Linked DNA regions of Oryzias latipes: region 1 is linked to region 2. The links are chromatin contacts, called in public Hi-C maps. All regions are on one chromosome and are shown on one strand. Each heading gives the region's core, a stretch centred on a gene start, on an enhancer-like site or on the middle of the called end of the contact. The rest is flanking DNA. Distances are from core to core; before and after follow the strand shown. Region 1 holds the start of LOC101157152 (membrane-associated guanylate kinase, WW and PDZ domain-containing protein 3). Region 2 has its middle 27 kb from the start of LOC101156913.

The links. Hi-C and Micro-C count contacts between places; a contact is called where the count stands out from the background.
Region 1: a Hi-C map of embryo shows a contact between it and region 2, with 1.8 times the contacts expected there. The contact joins the promoter of LOC101157152 here to the enhancer-like site in region 2. A contact is called at or near these places in 4 of 5 Hi-C or Micro-C datasets (embryo, fibroblasts and gastrula embryo).

The regions. Positions count from the first base shown.
Region 1 is chr15:22,119,997-22,123,962 of ASM223467v1, forward strand. LOC101157152 (membrane-associated guanylate kinase, WW and PDZ domain-containing protein 3) reads right to left here and starts at 2,699. Exons shown (of 15, transcript XM_020709574.1): 1 at 1,283-2,699; 2 at 555-692; 3 at 282-456. The coding sequence starts at 1,475. LOC101157390 (sideroflexin-1) reads left to right here and starts at 3,076. Exons shown (of 11, transcript XM_011484450.3): 1 at 3,076-3,199.
Region 2 is chr15:22,046,964-22,050,721 of ASM223467v1, forward strand. No RefSeq gene overlaps it. Among protein-coding and RNA genes, the nearest start is that of LOC101156913, 27 kb to the left of the region's middle. Within about 2 kb of position 1,733, at least 3 of the 8 cell types and tissues checked have an H3K27ac peak or open chromatin away from gene starts, as enhancers often do. A contact at or near this core is called in embryo, where this site is marked.

The DNA of each region.
Region 1 (3,966 bases), core at 1,449-3,948, 74 kb after region 2:
TAATGCTGAGAGCAGTAATCTATCCACTGTGGCCACATGAAACCAATGATACCAGCACATCCCAAAAGATAACGACTGAGCTTCAGGTAAGTCATGAGCTTCACAAAACATGAGCCACCCATGATTTTCAGCTTTTATTTCAAGTATATTTTACATTAAGAAAAAGGAACAAAGTGGTAATATTTCATCTAAGTTTAATTAAAGTGAGGACAAACATTTTAACTGATCATTTTTCTGGATTTTTACGTATTTTCAGGAACTATGAAGCTAACTGGTCTCACCATGTGGTCTTCTCCTTGGAGTAGCGGATGCCGGGGATCTTACCCACGCGTCTCAACACCATCCTCAGCCTGTTATTGCCTGTCAGGACCTTCACAGCGCTGCTCATGGTGATGCTCTCTAGGCTGACCCCATTCACCTCCACAAGCTTATCGCCAACAGTCAGTCCAGCCTGAGCTGCAATCACAAGACGACCCAGACATGATAGATGAGAACAAGCATCAGACTGAAACCAACAAAAGCAAAAACATGCAGGACATACTCTAAATCTGTACCTGCAGAACTGTCATCATCCACTTTGCTCACAAATATGCCCAGGCCGTGTTCAGAACCACCTCGGACACTGAAACCCAGTCGCCCATCTGGGCTCTTGTCTACGGTAACAGTGTGAATGTCTTCACTGTCGTCTCCTCCTGCAATCACACAAACTTATGCACTACACAACCTGATGGAGTTTGAAAAGATATTTGAAAAGATAAGCTGATCTGCTGTGGTTTGACAGTTTGACCTTGAAAATTATAAGGCCACATGAATGAATGTCCATCAAAAGAGGAACTCAGAGTCTCAAAAGGTCAAGAGAACGGGTGTCTAAAGAAAACTTTGCGTTGCTGAAAATTATTAATTAATCTAATCTACTACTTCAATGTCATCATTATTGAGTGTTAAACATATCTCAGTCAGGAAGCTGACATTGTTTTTGTTTAGTGGTTTACCATGATCTCAGCTCATTGTTTGAAATACATCAAAATTTGCTGTAGAAAGGGTAAACACAGGGCAGAATTCTGTAAATTTAGTTAAACATTAAAAACCCTGCTACCTTAAAACATTATTATCAGCCATTTTTCCTAATAGCAACAGAAATTACGCTCTAATGAGTTGGAAACACGACATAATGCCTATGTTACACAAATTATCCAAACTGATCATATAACAAATCATTTTCACTAAAGTGTGTTTTTTTGTTCTGACTCACACATAAGTTACTCTAATATTCAAAACTTACCATCTGCAGGGGCATTGATGAGGATGACCCGCCCCATAGGTGAAGATGATCTGCGTGTGCGGCGATTCTGTTTCTTCACCATGTAGCGCATTGTGCTGTGGGAGCCCCCATTCTGTCCTCCATTTTTTAAATGGGGGTGCCCCCCTCCATTTGTCAACTCCTTCCAGGCATGAGGATTAAATGAGGTATCCATGGTATGTGTTTGGAAACCCTTTCTTCACTCATCCAGGCAGTTGGATATCCAAGAAACTTGGAATTTGACTTGTAAATGCACCTGCTGGTCCAATATCATAAAATACTGCTGCTCCACATGGGAAGATGCAAACAATTGGAGTATTAGAGATAACCAACACAAAAGTTATTTTTAAAAAAATAGTTAAAGCATTGCAGATGTTTGACCAAATCTCATTTTAAAAGATGGCATTTAGTATTGTGCTGTGACCACACAGTATCCAGGCTCCAATGTCTGTTTTAAAACCCTTTGTTTGGCTGTGCTTCATCCTAGGCTGCATGTGTCTGCATAAAAGTCAGTGGTGTGTGATGATCCTGGCTCATGTTAACGTAAAAGGATATCGCTGTAAAAAGAAAATGCGGTAATGAGTAATGGAGCTTTTAAATATGAGATCATCCTTTTTTTAAATTAGATTGCCCAATTGCCTATACTACAATTTAGCATTAAACGTGCAAAAAAGTACATAATCCTTCCTTTGACAACTTTGGGAACTAGCAAGTTCTATTTTTCAGAACCATGGACAGCGACCGACCACACATGTTAACAGGAATAACACCCGATTAAAAACAAACTTCCCACAAATAACTAACCAAAAACTTTATCTATGTTGTGAAGTTATCACTCGATATGCTGTTGAAGTGAAACGTTTTAGTCCCAAATCAAGAATGGCAGTCCTCCTACCTGTTGGTCGGTGAAGAGCGCAGACATGCACTCACTGCTACTAAAGCATCTATGACCGCCTTCAAGGTTTTAGCGCCAGCTCATTTATGGCCCAGGTGACCATTATTATCTTAACAGGTATAAGCTCCTTGCGTAAGCTTCTGCAGCTGCGCACTGATGATTTTAGGATCTTGCATTATGACGTTTTTGCATATGTCTGCTCCACCTTAACTTTATGTTTGGTGTTTTTATTAGATTAGATTTGTATTTTACATCTACATCTCTGTGTTTTACACAAAAAAGCATTTAAATTGACGTATATGTTCCTCTGCTTTATTGTAATTTAATCCATAATAAAACTGATCTTTTGTAAAGGATGTTTTAGAGAGAAAACTAGAGCGCGAGCGCCCTCTTTTGAATTGTGTGTTCTAAACCTCAGAACTTCTTTCAACTTTTGCACACATTTTAAAATGGCTATATTTAGAGAAAGGTTTTCTATTATTGTAGATAGTAAATTATTCGGAATATTTGTAAATAGTCTTTTGGGTTGGGTTGTCGTTTGCGTTTTGTGGAACACGGAAAATATGATAAAACTCAAGTCTTTTCTGTTTTAGCCAATCACGAGCGGTGTTTCGTTGACGCCCAGGGATTTCTAGCATTTCAAATGCTACGACATAAACCCCGCCCCTAACTTGTGACCATGCATGCTGCTTTCAAGTGCGCCGATATAGCTTTGTTTTTTTACTATCTAATCTAACCGCCGTGCTTCTGACTACATTTTAAATCACGAAAAGCCTTGTAAATCTACTGCATGGGAATTAATAACTTTTGAAAGTATAAAGTTAATTTAATAATTAGACAAAATTCTCCAAACTCCAAATAGATGTGTTTTATATCATGTTCTCATCTCTCTCTGAAGAAATGTAGTTGAACGATTTGTTTGTTACCCTGAAAGCATCGCGAATTCAACTGGCTGTGCTGTGATATTGAGAGGTCATACATTTTCAAAAAACGAAGAAATTACAGTAAGTAAATGTTTTGCTAACATTCTTATTCTCGTGAACTGCCTTTTTAAAAACAACCCGGACAATTCTCCGCGTGTTCCATTTGGATATTTGTTTCCAGCGCTGTCAAACGTTAGAATATTTTAGCATGCACACAGAGAGAGTCACTAGCTGAACCCGTTTATGCCCGTATTTGTTTCGACCAACTCTGGTATAATTTGTTTATTCACATTTTTGATTCTGCATATACCTCATTATTTGTTAGTTTTTTTTAATGCTTTCTGTTTTCTCCAGCACGAGTGTTCCGTTGGTGCTTTGTTGCTAGCTTGAATGCTACATCGTAGGGGATCTAGCAGCATGTCGTGATGATAAAGATCCAACACCATCTGTCTTCGAGTTTCTTTGGAAATCTGAATTCATTTCTGTGGGCCCTTGTTAGTTTATGCCTTGGTTGTCTTTGAACGCGTTGCGGAACAGACATATTTTTGGATAAACCTCTTTGATCCCCTTCCATTGATTGTCCTTGAATGTACGTAGCTGATCATGACTTTGTGTACAAGAACTAAAGCAGGAATAATAGCACTCCGGTTTTATTTTGTGTTTTTTTTTCTTCTGAACCGGGGCCATGATTAAGAGAGAGGACGAAAGCGAAAGCATGATTTGTCAATAATGTTTTCATCATGTTCTGCATGAATCCATTTTACTCTGCATAAACACATCTGACTTCAATGCCTGTCATTAATTGTAAAGTCTATACAAAGCTCGAGGATGAGTTAAATCAGGTGTTT
Region 2 (3,758 bases), core at 483-2,982:
CTACTTTGTTTGAGCATAAGAAATAAGAACATGGAAAAGATGCTAGATATCAGAAACAAAGCAGTAAACGGGAGTATGAATGAGAAAATCATGGCTGGAATCTCTGCAGGAGCAGAAATATGTGACGGTACATGGTGGCAGCAGGCGGCATCACATGTGGGTGAAGGTTCTACTGATGCTGCATTTTCTCTGGTATTTTGGATAAATGTGTTTTTATAAAGGCAGTATTTCTAAAGGTTTTTTTTGGTTCATTTTATCTAGTAATAATTCAACAAAGTTTTGACTTTGTAGACACAGATTACCTGTGATCTGCAGTTAACATTTGCCTGTTTTTTTATTTTAAAAGCAAAAACATGTTCACAAATCAAAAACATTTGCTAAAAGATGCGATGGGTTTGAAAGGTTTGTCATGAAAGTTAAACTTTAGCAAATGTCATTGAAATTCTGAGATAGAGTTTAGATTTTCTTGTTGAGGAAATCCATTTTATTTGTGCTTTAAGCTTTCCATTTCTAAGAAACATGTAGGTTGGGTCAAGATGAAGTCATCAATTTTTCTCTTACATAAGACACACATCTCAAGGGAAATGACTCCAAGAAATGTTTGATTTTTATTCCAGAGTATTGTTCCAAAATGTGACAAACCATCTCTGGAAAGTGACGTGAAGGAGCTCTTAACGGTAGAAGTCTCCAAATGTATTTAGACCTGTTGTAAATCAACCGTAAATCAAGGTAACCTTTAGAGTGGGCTAATATAGGATTCCTATTGGAGTGGTTAATAATTCTCAGTGAGTTTTCCGTGTGAGCTCAGTTCTCTTGCTCCTATGACTGGTTGAAAGTTCAATTAAAACCACAGCAGGATTGTTTCACACAGAAACAATAGAAACACAATAGAAGAGCTTTAACCTCAAATAAACAGATTTGCCATCTGAGCAGAACATTAAAAAACCCTCTCTATTCTAGATCAGATTTCTTTTCATCTGTGGTTTCTGAAAGCTCTTTTAAGTCTTGTCTTTTGTTCTCATCGACCCTCCCTGTCCAAAGGTTCCTCATCTGATATGTTTTACATCAGGGTGTAAGAAACAAAAGAAAGACAGAAGTTGTCTGTTGTTAAAAGAGGATATACAGTCTTTTTAAAATCCAAAGTGCAGTTGCAAGAGACAAACAGGACTGCACTGTCAGCCTCTTTTTACATATAAACCCTTAAAAATAAATGCTGAGTCTGTTTATTCTGTAGTTGTGATGGAAGCACTGATGTCACCATTGTAGCGTACAGTTAACAGATTTAGCCTCACAACAATAATTCATTATTACTACAAAAGCCTGTCTCTTTTTGCTGACAAAGGAAGGAGCGTCACGCCACCCATTTGCCTCCAAAGCAAACAGATACTGTTGCTGTTTCACAACAATCAGCTCCGCTGCCTCCTCCTCCAAGACTGGTTTGACACCCGAAAGGACTGACAGGACCCACATCACTGTCAAATCTCAATCCTCACTTATCAATCAATCCCTTTATCAGCGGTCTGCATTTACACCATTTGCCGACTGTCAGTGTGTTTGTTTCATTAAAGGATTACAACTCAGTTTCCTTTTACTTTTCAGGTTTTTGTCATTGAAATTAGGCGGTTTACTCATTTAATAAAACAAGGCGTTTGGTGGTTGATTCACACACAAAGTAATAGGTGGAGGGAAACCTAAGCTGAGGTCAAAGAGCAGGACAGACACACCTTGAGACTGCTGCACAGACACGTCATTGTGAAGATTGGCTCAACATCCGCTCTGCATTCTCACCCACATAAACACACTCGTGCGCGAGCGTTGCAGTTTCTTTTGAAATCACGGTTTCACAAAAGATGAGCAGCTTAGGTTTCAGCGAAGCAATATTCCTAAGCCTGAATTTCATGAGCGAGGGTGTTTCTCTTCTGAATTAGACAAACACTACTGTTGTGTAGACATTCAGATTTCAACAAGGTCGTTCCAGACCAGCTAATCAGATAAACATGTTGACACGGAAAAAAAATAAAAAAGATTTTATGGCCTTTGAACTAACCACACACAATACACTTTACATATATTATCTTAGAACTGGACAAACATAAAATAATTAAATGTTTATTTCCGTTTAACATTCCAGATTTGTGTTTTAGTGTCAGTGAGATTTATGTACTCCCCAGAGCCATGAGTTACACACCCCACACCCTGTAATGGGTCATTTTCTCTTACACAGTGGCACCTAGTGGTTATTTTTTGCACTTTTTGTTTCCTTTACCACTAGAGGTCATAGATGTTCTGCTCATGAAAATTCACCTCAGTCAATTCCAGCTATTAAACTCAGCACAAACAATTGAATTATGGATTGTGTACCTTCCTAACACAACAATTTAAACTGGCTATGAATATTTTGGAATCTGTAGTAATATAGTGTTGTTTTTTTAACTATGGCTTCTGATGCTTTTTTATGTCTGTATGATCATATAAAATACATGGTTGAATTATATTTTTTCTGGTATTTAAATCAGAGTTTTATCAAAAGGACACCTCAATAGACAAGTCAGTTCGTCAAAATGTAATTCCTCCTCGCATTTAGACTAACTGCAGCTTCCAATCGCATAATCAGCAGCAGGGATGTCTGACAAAACAGCAGGACACCAGCCTTTGATGCCGGGAGTTTGACATCCCTTTTTTAGCTGTTTAAAATCATCCTGCTCTGCCATACAAATGTAATTCCATGAGGCAGAATCTGATGAGGCTGAAGGTTGAAATTGTGACCTTGACCCTGCCAGCCTGGTATCACTTCTTTACGTCAGCCTGCGTCCTCTGAGATGACTGTGTCATTAAACGAGCATGAGGCTAAACTCCTGCCAGTCCCACAGGCGATGCTTCGTTTCTGACTTTGACCTCTCCTTTCAGGAAAAGTAGACAAAAAAACAAACAAACAAAAAACTCCCCAGAGGGAGTCCTAAAACTGGTGGAGGTACACTTCACTCAAATTTAAAACATACTTATAAACTACAAACTAAAGGGGTGTTTTAACTATTATCACACATCTCAGAAAATAAAGATACAGTTTAGGGAAGTACTGAAGAAAAGAGCCACTTAGGTTTAGACTGCAAAAACTAAATCTTAATAAAGTAAAGGAATAATATCTTGTTTTTTTTTTCTTGCAAGAAAAATAAACTTGGTAATACTTTATAATAGGGGTTCTTTATTAATGTTAGTTAATGCATAAATAGTCATTAAATAAACTAATAAATAAAGTGTCATTACTGTTTATTATTTAATTCATTAGTTAGCAGTTAACTAATCTTTATTTGACCATACCTAATGCATTATAAAGCATTAATAAAAGTTTCCATATGCAATTGCTTAGCATTATGTGTGCATCAACAAGTTGTTATTTAATATATATGTAAAGCCTTAAAAATGTGTGACGTAATCATTTACTATTGTTGCTTGTTCTGAATTATAAGAAGCAGAAGGTAAGCAAGGTTTTACTAACTGTTTTAGGGTGATCTAACCCTTAATAAATGCTGTAAAACATTATAAACATTATTCAAGAATAGCAAAAAAGGTTTTAAATTTCAACATATACTTAGTTTAGGGGGAAAAAAATCTTAAAATAAAAATTATTCATCAAACCATTTTTCGAAGCCCTTGGCAAAGTTTTTCCTTTGCTTCTTTAAGAAAAATTGTCAAATTTCAGGATTTTTTACTTATCTAGGTGGTCTGTTTTTGCAGTGGACAATGTTTAGCTGCTATTT